Regions from separate parts of the Mus musculus genome. Here region 2 is linked to region 1. A link is a contact called in public Hi-C data. All regions are on one chromosome and are shown on one strand. The core of a region is the stretch at or near the end of the contact, and the rest is flanking DNA. Distances in the headings are between cores, read along the strand shown. Region 1 has its middle 130 kb from the start of Gnat3. Region 2 has its middle 130 kb from the start of Gnai1.

Region 1 (6,535 bases), core at 1,871-4,370:
TAACAAAAAAACCTCAGATAAACAATACATAAACCCATGAAAAACAAAAATCAGTATTTAAAAAAAAACTAATTTTTAAAACTTTAAAGAACATAAGTGAGACACTAGACATATGTCATATTAATCACACTGTTGGAATCTATTATCTAAATATTAGTCTATATCAGATATACATCACTATCATCTCTCAGCTATGTATCTATTGGTGAGTAATATGTCTGTTATTCTCAGTATTCTGAGCAGCTTTCTTCATTCTTAATTATCCAAAAGAATTTGCTATTCTTTGTGATGCACCTTACTTCCTTATGTAACTGCCATACTGTTTTGTTTTATAGTAAACTATGTCTTTCATTGTCTCTTATTAGATGACCTCTTTAAAGGCAATGTTCTTATAGAAAATTTCCACCTGTCTCCAAGTTTCCAATAACTTAATATCACTGTTGTTTTTACAAAGGTCATGTTAGTATATATGACACTTTACACAATCCCCAGTTTAGCTTTGTCAAGGAACCCACAGACATTCTCTGAGTATTTGATGAAAGATTATAATGATAATTTCCTCTGTCCTTCTTATTTCATGTTCAGGCAAGGCTTTGCTACAAAGAAAATGTTGGAGATATAATTGTTTTCTTTTATTCTGATGTATTTCATGGACCTAGTTCTCAAAAATATATTCAGGAAAGAACATAAAATGATGATTGGCAATCTTGCAAGAATGATATTTTTAAAAATTCCTTCTTGGCGCAGAGGAAATTGTGATCACAACCTGTCACCATCCTCAACATCATCTTTATGGTTGTGAACAAAATATATTTGGTGCGGAATAATTTTAGAAGAAAAAATGCTCACCCTGGTTTCTCAGCTGAGAATGGAAGCATTCCTTTTCTATCACCAATGTATCAAGGCTATCCACAGAAACTTTTTACATTCAGTGCATATGCTAGCCATGTTTTTTTATTTGTAAGGTTACCACAGTGATAGCTGCATGCAGTACAAAAAAATTGAAATTCAAACTCAAGGAAAGCCTAGAATACATTAAAAGAAAACAAACCTGTGTATTTATAACTTCAGTGAACATTTAGTCATATTTTAATAAGTCCTTGTCTTTTTTTTTTTAAAGGGGGAATCATGCAAACAGTGTAAGAAAATGCTTTAGAAAGGCCAAGGGAGACACGGAATATCTTCCTTCTTTGTATTTTTATGGGGATGTTTTTAATAACTAATATCAGACTCTTAGTGCTTTCAGTATAAGAGAAACCTTGGGTCCCTCTCCTGAAGGTGAGATAACATCACAGACTAGAAGGGGCATTTATCAAAATCAGAAGCTATCTGGATAAGGTCTCGTGTTGACCATCCCTAGAGTTATTTTGTCAAAGACAGAAGCGATCTGGAGAAGGTTGACCTTAAAGCTATTTCGCTGCTCCCTGTACTTCAAGCTCCCTTATAAGTGGAGACTTTGAGGAGGATTTTTTTTCTTGTCTCAAACAATGTTATCTTCCTCTACTCACTATTGTTTCCTCTATATATGGAGCACCAGAATCAATGAAAGAATACAAAGTTAACTCATGAATACTGACAAAATGTATATCTTCAGCTGTTAAACTTTTAGAACCTTTAGTGATAAAAATGTGAATGAATAGCCAGAGGTTACAGGGGAAGGAGAGCAGGTGAAGTCACTATCCCACTGTAGATGAGTCTTCTAAGATACTAACCACTGCATGACATCAGTTCATCCAAGAAAACCATCCTGAAGTGTTATTTAATTTGTTAAATCTTCTGTGATAGAAAAAATAACTCACATACTCCAAAAGAAACAATAACAAAAACAAAAGCTTCAGCCAGTATTGAAAAATATTTATATTCATCCTGAGTCTTTCTTTCTTCTTGCATAAGCAGCAGAGTTTCCGCAATGAAACAAGCCAGGCGAGTGAGCACATGGCTGAGAAGTTCACCCCTGCAGTTGTGAAAAGCCCTCTTGGGAGCCACTGGGGTGTTCTGGGAACCAGTGACAGCAAAATGCTTCAATAACAATATGGTCAGGACCTAGAAATTGAGTTGAGGAGAAGGGCCAAGTTCTATTTACGTATGCCTGTAAGCTTTAGTCTCTCATGTTCCTACTACACTTACACCTGCTATGTTTCCGTACTTTTCCTAATATGCAAGGTGAACAATAAACCATGGATTGCAAACTGAAGGAATAAAGGCTGAAATCATTGAATAAATGTGGCTTTGCTTCCCTTCCCCAGCCCTCCTTCTCTCTCTCTCTTCTCTTTCTCCCTGTCTCCCTGTCTCCCTGTCTCCCTGTTTCTCTCTCTCTCTCTCTCTCTCTCTCTCTCTCTCTCTCTCTCTCTCTCTCTCTGTGTGTGTGTGTGTGTGTGTGTGTGTGCGTGTGTGTGAGGGTGGGTGGGTATGCTACACTCCAAGCCATAAAACTTAAAGTCATAATTATTCATCTTTTCCCCTCAGTATTTGAATTGAACCTACATCCTGTGTGTGCTAGGAAAGTCTCCTGGCTTTGATCTACATCCCAGTCCTCTCTTTACTTTTTTATTTTTTTTAATTTTGAAACAATCTCATGATGCTATCCAGACTTGTCTTTTATTTACTGGAGCCAAGCCAGATTCTGTATCTGATAATCCTTCTGTCTCACCCACCCATCACTGGAACTACAGGCCCATGACACTAGATTTGGTCTTTCATTTTACATATAGTATTTTTTTGTTAATGGTCTATTCTTAATACAAAATTAGCCCAAATTAGTAATTTATATGAAAACTGACTTCTCAATTAAATGACATTCTAACAACATATACTTAATCAAATACAGAGGAAGTATTTTTAGAGTATGCCAAAATGGAAATAAAGAACTCTATCTCCATCAAAAAAATAAAATAAAAACACCATTTATAGGATTATATTCATGTGCAAATAGTACATGAGTCAGCATAGATTTTTGCATGAAAAATGCAGAAATGAGATACATAATTCATTTTCTATGTGTAATCCACAGTTCTGAAATGTATGCCAATTTCATATATGGCACATTATATCTTGGTTGGAGATGTAAATTGGTACATGTATAAGTCGAATTAACATAGATTCACAGACGGCAAGAGCATCAATATTTTCAACCACCAGATGGCAGAATTAAAGTGACGCACTTCAGACTACAGATGCAGCTTATACTGAGGGAAAAAAATAACTGCATTCTCCATCCTGCAGTCTATTTTTAGTTGAACACACATGAAAATGCATTGCAGCAAAGTAACATGTGTATTGAATGGGGAAGAAAACTATTTTGATTAACAATTTCTCGACTGAATGGGTCCTTGCTTTGGTCCAGTCTGAAAGATCCCTCACAGCTCATGTGTTTGAACACTTGGTGGCGCTGTTTTAGAAAGTCAAGGACAAAGGAATGCAGCCTTGTTAGCAGGTGTGAGTTGTGGGGGCTGGGACCTGAACGAACTGTTTCTGGTTCTGACCTGAGTTTTGTGCTTCCTGAGCCCACACTATTAGGAAACCCTGCCAAAGGTTCCCTCTGCTATGAACTCTACCGTATTCTCTCCACCAGGGTGTGCTATACTTGAAACCATACGAAAGATAATCCCTTCTCCCTTTAAATTGCCCCCAATGCGTTATCTTTCTGGCAGTTAGATTACAGGGCTCTTTAAAAACTCACTATTTAAATCAACCTAACAGTGGGGCAGGACCAGAAAAGAATTTTCCATCGAGTTAGCATCTCCTTTTGAACGTCTAAGTCGGCTCCACCTAATTTCAACCAAGCACTCATGGATTTACTTTGCATTTTTGTCCTTCTCCACCTTCTGAAAACTGGTCATTTGTGTCTAAATCTCTCACGCAAAAGATACAGGATGGTCAGCTTCTGCCATTTCCAGCGGAGACAATGTGGTTTAAACTACAGTTCATACACACTGGGTGTTAATAAAATTAAAGCCATAAAAGTAACAATGATAAAAATGAAAAGGAATTATGCACACAGTATATGTATGTATGTTCTGCATCCAGAGAACTCCCCAAAGATTCAGAGTTACGCTCATTATAATGGTATGGGGATTTTCATATTTTAATTTTTCTTAATTTCTCTATGAGATATCATGTGTGAGATTCCTAGTGGATGAAATTAAATGGTCTTCTAAGGTTTTTTTATTTGTTCATTGTTATATGAGATGTGAGTTAATTATTTTCCATATAGTATTATTTTATTAATAGGAAGGAACTTAAAATGAATAATCATCTAAATAATTTTAAGAATAATGCTAAATAATTTTACCACCAGAAAGTACCCCATGCATTGTGAAAGAGGTTTAATTTTTAATTTGCAATGGTTTTAAATAGAACAAATATCCTCATTTTAGCTATTAGGAAGCTAAGCTTAGATGACAAAACTCATCTAAACACCCATGTTGATGTGTGGCTTAGACCTGGTTTATATTAATGTTTTCACAGTATCTGGATACCACCCTTATCCACTCCTTCTGGTGCCTGCACCTAATTTTAAAAATAATGTACTCTGTGGGTTGGTTTTTGTTTTTGTTTTTTGTTATTTTGTTTTGTTTTGTTTTGCTTTTGTACCTGCTCCCAATAAAAACTTAATATTTGTTTTATACTAAAGATTAAATAATCATCCAAAAACATTTGGGGAACCTACACCTCTTCTACTGTTCCTGAAACCCAATTCCCCCTCAGCTCTGTAGCAGAAAGACTACTATAGTCTCTTTCCTATCTGACCCCATCCCCTAGGGATCTCAAAGATCCTCTGCCCCAAACATTCCCCCCAACTCAGTCCAGTATTTCAGCCTCCAGCACCAGCAGGCCTTCATGGGAAATACACCAGCTAAGCAGAACAGGGAAACAAGTAGGCTGAAGACCCTCACCACTTCTTTCCCCCCAGCAAGTCCAATCTCTGAGTCTCATACTCAGCTTCACAAAAGACCACCTTGTGTATCTGTCCTTTCCTACTGCCTATGTTTCCTTGGACCCCACAGTCCATCCCTTCTTAACTTCCCTCCCTCAGCTCAGCCATTTAATCTGAGCCCCCTAACCAGCAGGCACCCCTTGTTAACATAAGGCCATAACTGCCAGAAAATCAGGTAGACGGCTCTCAGCACCTTTCTTCTTCCTTGGTCTCACAGACCTAATCCTGTCTCATTCTCAGCTCTGCAGCAGTATTCCCTCAGCAGCCTTCCCTGACCCTGTCCCCCATTCTGTCTCCCTTGCGTACCACAGCTCCTCCCCCTCTAGCCTTCCTAACTCTGCTTGTTGCTTTGTCCCAGACCCCAAGCCCAGAGGGCACTTCCTGCTAACAACAAGGCTGCTCCTCCCAAGGCAACTAGCAGGCAACCTCTCCTACTGCTTCTGAGATCAAATTCCCTCAGTATCATTTCCAGCTCTGTAGCAGGAAACCTGTTGCTATTGCCCTTTGCTCTATGATCCTCTGCCCAGTACAAAACAAGGTTTTATAAAACTAAGGGCTAAAATCAATGAAATAGAAATGAAGACAATAATACAAAGAATCAATGAAACAAAGAGTTGGCTTTTTGGCAAAATCAACAGAAAAGACAAACCCTTGCCCAATTAAAAGGTAGAGAGACAATGAACAAATTAACAAAACCAGAAACAAAGAAGGTGACATAATAACAGACACTGAGAAAATCCAGAGAATGTAAGGGCATACTTTAAAGCCATGTACTCTACCAAATTGAAAACTCTAAAAGAAATTAATAATTTTCTCTATAGGTAGCAATTACCAAAGTTAAAAGAAGGTCAAATAAACAATTTAAATCGCCCTGTATCCCCTAGTGAAATAGAAGCAGTCATTAAAAGACTTTAAATAAATAAAAGACTAAGGCCAGATGATTTTAGAGCAGAATTTTAGCAGACTTTCAAAGAAGAGTTAGTGCCAATGTTTCTCAAATTATTCCACAAATTAGAAACAGAAGTAACATTGCCCAATTCATTTTATGAGGCCACAGTTACCCTGATGCACAAATCACAGAAAGACTTGACAACAAAAGACAATTACAGACCAATTTCCCTTATGAACATAGAAGCAAAAATACTCAGTAAAATATTTGCAAACCAAATCCAAGAACACGTCAAAAATATCATCCGCCATGAAGAACTAGGCTTCATACACAAATGGTTCAATATATAAAAATCAGTAAGTTTAAATTACCATTTTAATAGACTAAAGGGAAAAAGTACAGGACTATTTCATTAGATACAGAAAATATCTTTGACAAAATCCTAAATTCCATCATGATTAAAGTCTTAGAGAGATTAGAGCTACAATGGGCATGCACAACCATAAGAAAGGCAAGTTATAGCAAACCTATAGCCAACGCCAAGTTAAATGCAAGAAACTCAGAGCAATTCTACTCTAATCAGGGACAAGATTGCCACTCTCTCCATATCTGTTCTCAACTTATCCATATTTAGGATAGCTAAAACAAACCTGTATAATAAAAGAACTACGGGAGATCTTGTCATTTCTAGTTTCAAGTTGTACTACAGA
Region 2 (6,535 bases), core at 2,903-5,402, 140 kb after region 1:
AATTGGTGGCTTCTGGTGGTAGGTGTGGGTGGGGAAGAACTTGGTTATCTTTAAGGGGTTGGTCATGGGTTGGTTGACCATGCTCCAGTGAGTATATGGAAAACACAAATTGAACCTGTTTTTTTGTTTGTTTGTTTGTTTGCTTGCTTCCTTAGTTGGTTGGTTGGCTGGTTAGTTTGATTTGCTTTGGAATAATTTAGTTTATCTTGGTTTGTTGTTGATGTTATTGTTGATCATTTGTTTTAACTTTCTTTCTCTTTATTTTGGGGGGGGGGGGGTCCTAAGGGTGAGAGGGTGGATTTAAGAGTACTGGGAAGTGAGAGCTGTGTAGGTTCATGTGTGAAATTTTCAAGTGAACAATAAAAATATTAAGAACAAATGCATAAGTATAAGAAAAGAAAAAATTAATGCCCACAGACATGCTCATAGGCCAATCTAATGAAGCCAATTGATCAGTTGAGATTCCCTCTTACAGGTATGTCTATATCCGTTTAAAGTTGACCAAAACTATGATGCTTAGTATTACTGGAACTTTACCTAATGTTTGGAAGTAAGAAACTGGAACAGTAATGATTTAGGCAAAACTGTAGCCAACCCAATCTTTCCCAACCTCACTCATGCTTATTTCAGTGGCTTTATCAAGTAACATCTGTATTAAAGATTCTAACTACTGTTTGACTATGGCTGATAGAACACCCTAATTGTGGAGAGATGAACTGTTGTCATAGGTCAAAATCCAAAATCACCTTGTGATATCTTCAGTCCCTTTTAGTAGCAATTTTCCTTGGCTTTGTATCTGGCTCTAAATCTTAAACTTTAGACAAAACTCTTAACATGCAAAACGATTGTGTGATGCCTAAGTGCCATTACTTCTGAGCCAAGAACATGATACATTACATCTTCATGGTGTAGATTTCAAGTCTTCCTGTAGCCCCCTAACCTAAAAGCTTATCTATATATTTTAGAAACACATTCATTCCTGATTATCTTTTCTATGACTAAAAAAGCTCATGCAAACTTTTAAAATATTTCTTTCCTTTTCTTTCTTTTTTTCTTTCCTTTCCTTTTCTCTTCTTTTCTTCTTCTTTTCTTTTCTTTTTTCTTTTTTTTTTTGAGATTACCATATATTTGCTGCATTTACTCCTTTTCTTTCTGTCCTCCAAATCCTCCCATGTGCCCCTTCATTCTTTCTCTCTCCTGAAAGTTCATAGCTTTTTAAAAATTAGTTCTTGCTACAGAGGCAGGTGTGTGTGTGTGTTGTTTGTATGTATTCGCTTTCTGAACTGACATTTTTGGATTGGATAACCAACTGGGTTGCTCTCTCTTAGAGAGGAGAGTATTTTACCCAGCCTCAGCTAATCAAAATGGAGAGTTGTGGAGCCCATTTCCAGCTGATAACATCTGCAACACAATTCCTGCTCCTAAGCCTGAGATCATTGTGGAAGAGGTAAAGACTGTAGGATTAAAGAGAAACAGAGTTGAATTTTCTGGAAGATTGTCTCCTAGGAATATCAGAAGCTACACTAGGAAAACACTAGAGACTTTTATATTTGAGAACTGACCAGATAACTCAAAGGCTTGGAGGAAAGCATCCTTCCCATCCTCCTTGGCCTCTACCTGACAGAGGCCACAAACTATCGGTCCCTGAGACTCACATGTGTGTGCTTCCTCTCTGCTCTACAGCCTGGTACAGCTCCCCAATCCTCCACGTCCCCTCCTCTTCCTGGATGGCCCTGAAATCCCGCCTTATCCTTTGTCCAGCAATTGGCTTCTGCCTTCTTTATTGACCCAATCAAGAGATAATCTGGAACCTCTGTCTACAGATGCCTGATGCATCTTCTAATCTAGAAACATCCCGTCAGGAATGAAAATCTCAAATTAGTAGTGGTGAGTGGTAAGCATCTGTGTGCTTGTGTGTGTGTGTGTGTGTGTGTGTGTGTGTGTGTGTGTGTGTGTGTGTATGTATGTGTGTTATTGAGTCCACTATCTTTACCCCTGACTGAAATTGAATTTACTGTGTAGCCTAGGCTGGTATGTGCTACCACACCGAAATGAGCAGCTACTCTGACACTTATTGTGCATATTTCCATAATTAAAATGTGATCTCTGCTACTTACGTAAAATGTTATAGAATATGTCTAAAACTGGCATTTTTGCAAGCTAAACAGTGTCCTATTTCATTTCTATTTATTTCCTGGTATGTTTTCTGGAACAACATGTGAGCTTTTGGGCCTTCAATGTCCAACTTGCTATGCTTTATCTGAGTTTTGTATATTTCTTCTTACCTTCGAAAGTCTATTTCATTGAAGCTTCTGTTTTCTTGCAATCAATTTTGGAGCATTTTGCAAAGGTCAGCCTAGTCACTGCTTTTCTGAGACAAAATAAATCCTGCTGCTCAAAGGAGTCCTCACTCTGAGTTGGAGAAAAGCAAACACTTGTCATTGAAAACCACTTGCCAGAGCGTCCAACCGTAATCTGAAAAATAAATATTCTGAGTCAGAATCTCAGACCACAGAAATAGATATTTACTTTTATTTCCTCAAAAATGTTAGCAATGAAGAATGAATCCTTTTCAAACCAAACCAAATCAAATCAAATCAAATCAAATCAGCTTATTCTATTTTGAAAATAATTTTTTGTTTGTTATTTGGAGTAAGTCTTTTATACAAAAGATGAAAAATTGAAAATATTTTTACTGGGATTCGTATAGCTACCCAATCATACAATAAAAAGAATCCTAGTTGGAAACTGAAAATACATGATCTAGTCACAATGGTAACATTTTAATATCTACAGCTGGATATAATTCTCCATGGCTCAGTTTATGACTAATTTAGTCTTATAAACTATTAGAACATTTCACAAACAGAAAAATGCATGTAGTTTTTAAGTACTACTTATGAAAAACGCCTTCAATTTAAATAGTTTTAAAGTATAATTGTCTCATATTATTTTATGTGTTTGGAACTATTCTAAGCAGTGCGTAGTGTGTGTGTGTGTGTCTGTCTGTCTGTCTGTCTGTCTGTCTGTCTGTCTGTCGAAATGTGTAGTGAAACGAACATAAAAGAAGGTTGCTAATTTGATATTCAAAAATCCTATAAATTTTTTTATTATTGTCTTCATGTTTTTGGATGAGAAGAATGAAACAAAGAAATGTAATCTATAAAAGGTTTTACATCTTTTCAATTTTTTTTTGTAAGTGAAAGTACTACAAGAACATATAAACTTTTCCAATAAACATCAATTCCCACAAACAGTTCCGACTTGGCCATTGCACTTGATATATGTATAATCTTTTTATGAAAGTCAATGAGATGATTGTGTATGACGTATGTATTTGCATCTGTATGTATGTATGCATTGTATGTGCATATATGTATGTGTACATGTATATCAATGAAACTAAGAGGACTCAGTCCTATTAGCACTTCCTTCCCACATCCTGGGTTTGGAATCCAGTGATTCCAAGATGATTGCCTGCCCTTACCCTGATAGTAAAAATAGCCAACTGCGATGCCTTGTAATTGTCACAATTTTAATTGCTTTAGAAAGTGAGGCATAAAATAGTAGTACTGCTAGAGCCAAGATTAGATTTAAAGTCAGTGACTATTTACGTCTGTGATTTATGAGCTGTCTCTGCTGTGTGTGCTCCTTCTTTGGCACCCTCTGCCGAGAGCTGCCACCTACACATTTCCTTAATCGGCCTAAAGTCTCCACTACTGGCATCAGTCTACACTACATCATACTTGGTCAGATTTCTTCTGGCATAGAACGGGAAAGTCATGCTCACCAGGAAGCAGTACAGATTTTTTTTTGTTGTCGTCTTATCAACCGTAAGATTATGCCATCAATAGTTTGGGGGCAGCATGGATACCAGTCATGATTAAATTACAAGGGACATATAAACAAGCTTTAGGAAAAAAAAAAAAACAGTTGCAGGTGTCAAACTTGATTTGTGTTTCATTTGTCCCTTACAATTATAGGTTGTCCCAACTGGCTGAAGTTTTGGAATTCTCAAATTCAATAAAGGAGAATTTGAATTTCATGGAGGCATTTGGCAAGGAAGGAAAGAGAATCTTGCTATGTTTCTATCTCCTAAGAATCTACCTAGCATGACTGCTGTGCATGCTTTACAAGGGTTCCTCTGCAGAGGCATAGAGAATATGGCACCAGGTTTCCAAGACAACAGCATAATCCCAAAGGACAACAGAACAGGATATGAAGGCAGCTGGCAGCCAAATGAGCATCCAGAGCTAGTGAGAGGTACACCTCAATGGGGAATTGAATGAAAAAACTCTGGGCACGTGAAAGTCAGTGTGAAGAGGAGGGTTATATTCAGGAAGCTATAGTGCACTTGTCCCAGGATTCTATGGTGCTGAAAAATATCAAATTGTTACTCCTGAAAACTCTGTAAAAGAAATTTAATCTCTGTCAGGTTCTTTGCTCTGAAAGGTAAGTCCTTTCCACATTTTTAGTTGAAATAGTCATCTTAATCTCTCCAGTCTTTGGCAAGGATGACTTATCTAACCCACCTTTTCTTCTATAGAAATGTCTGTGACCTATTCATAACAGGAAACATGAATTTATCTATGGATTAAAATATTAGATGCAGCTACACATCAAGTCACCTCATCGAATTCTATACTATCATGAATAACATAAAATTTTACATTTGTCTCGTGGGTAATCTTAGTCAATGCTATATTTGGGAAATGAAATAGGTGTGATCTGTTTATGCTTGGAACCCCTACAAAATTCTTGCTATACTATTTGTGGATAAGCTTTCTATCACTGATATAACAAATAGCCACAACCCCAGAACACTTAACCACACCAGATATTGTCTTTTTCTTTCAGTACATCAAAAGCCCAGCCCAGCAGGATTAGAACCTTTCCTTAGAATCACAGTGGACTGGCATCAAAGTGTTGGTTAAAACTGTAAGTATCAAAGTTCAGAGTCATTGCCACAACTGATATGATTTTTGCTGAAATTTATTTGTTCTTCTTGTTTCCAACAGATACTTCTCTCATCTTCAAGTCACCAGCAGCTGAGAGAACTCTCTTCTACTGTGAATCCCTCCACACAAACTTCTCCCACCCTCTCTCACTATTGAATTCTAGCCACAGCCTTCCTTGAAGTTCTTTCTTCCCAGGTTTCTCTCCAACTCCCTTTTCCTTTCTCTTCTTCAGAAAACCTTTTCACAATGTAGACTATTCTGGCTTAAAATCCTAGCTTGTGACCCTCCTACCTCAGCCTTCAGGAAGAATAGAGATCCATCAGCTCGGGCTAGCTTGAATGTTTTTAATGTCTATTTTGAACGTTTAATTACGTGTTTGCATGTGAGCATGGGGCTGCAGTACATACCACATGAGTGTAGGCATCTGCAGAGACCAGAAAAGCATGTCAGGTTCTCTTAAGCTATTATAGGCATCTGTGAACCACCTTAAGATTCTGGGAGCTGAAATCTAGTCCTGTGCAAAAGACATCCATGCTTTTAACTGTTGAACCATCTCTCCAACCTTTAGTTTGAACTTTTAAATTCATAATGTTGGGTGACCTTACATAATTCAGGACAATTTTGTCATTTTAAATTTAACATAATAATTGATTTTGTCCTGAAATAGCCCTTTAATATGTATGAAAACATAGGCCATAGATGAAATATCACCAGGTAACATTCATCAGAAATGAATTTTTGTTCATATTGCAATAAGGCTTTTGTATTAGAACTAAGAAAGTTGAAATTCAGAAAGGAAACCTTAAAAATGCTTTCCAGAAGTCACATAGACAGTACACATGTGAGACTTAGAAATCAGATTAAAAACAAGTGCACTGGATTGCAAATAGATGTCTGCTGTGACCCTGAAATCTATCTGCCCATATCAGAAGTCACATAGAGACTGCACATAAGAGATCTAGAATTCAGACTAAAAACAAGTGCTCTGGATTGCACGTAGATTCATGCTATGCTACCTGTGAATGACCACGTTCATGCCTGGCAATAGATAGAATATACTGCTAGTCGAACACAAAGTTGGGATATTTTTCTGTAGAATAGGTGTGATGCATAATCTTCATTGCCAACTCGACTCAATATAAAATCACCATAGAAACATAGCTCTGTGCACATCTTTGAAGAGTTTTTCAGCAAAGTCTCCCAAGAGGTAAGACCTACCCTGAGAGTGGCAGTGCCATCCCAAGGGCTGGTTTCCTACCCTAAATAAAATACATTAGACAAGGAGTCGTTGTGTTCCCTAATGGTACCACCCAGGAATATACAATTTCAACATATGAATGGCAAGCACAGATATGTAGACAATAGCTACCAATGGCCATCATAAATACTTAATTCCATGCCTGCTCACCTCATTTGCCCACGTACTAAAACATCTTTTTCATAAGTTTAACCATGTCTCCCTCTTTTCTTATACTTTGATTCGAAGAAGCATCTCTGGTTTCCACTGCAAAAAAGAATTCTTCCTCTAAGTCTTTAGGTTTTATTGATTTCTGCTTATCAGAAATAGATTCATCATC

What was found. A called contact is a pair of places that touch in the nucleus more often than the background predicts.
Region 2: a Hi-C map of cortical neurons shows a contact between it and region 1, with 3 times the contacts expected there. The contact joins two enhancer-like sites. A contact is called at or near these places in 4 of 484 Hi-C or Micro-C datasets (cerebral cortex, cortical neurons and tail fibroblasts).

The regions. Positions count from the first base shown.
Region 1 is chr5:18,084,846-18,091,380 of GRCm38.p6, forward strand. No RefSeq gene overlaps it. Among named protein-coding and RNA genes, the nearest start is that of Gnat3, 130 kb to the left of the region's middle. Within about 2 kb of position 3,121, at least 29 of the 459 cell types and tissues checked have an H3K27ac peak or open chromatin away from gene starts, as enhancers often do. A contact at or near this core is called in cortical neurons, where this site is marked.
Region 2 is chr5:18,225,394-18,231,928 of GRCm38.p6, forward strand. No RefSeq gene overlaps it. Among named protein-coding and RNA genes, the nearest start is that of Gnai1, 130 kb to the right of the region's middle. Within about 2 kb of position 4,153, at least 6 of the 459 cell types and tissues checked have an H3K27ac peak or open chromatin away from gene starts, as enhancers often do. A contact at or near this core is called in cortical neurons, where this site is marked.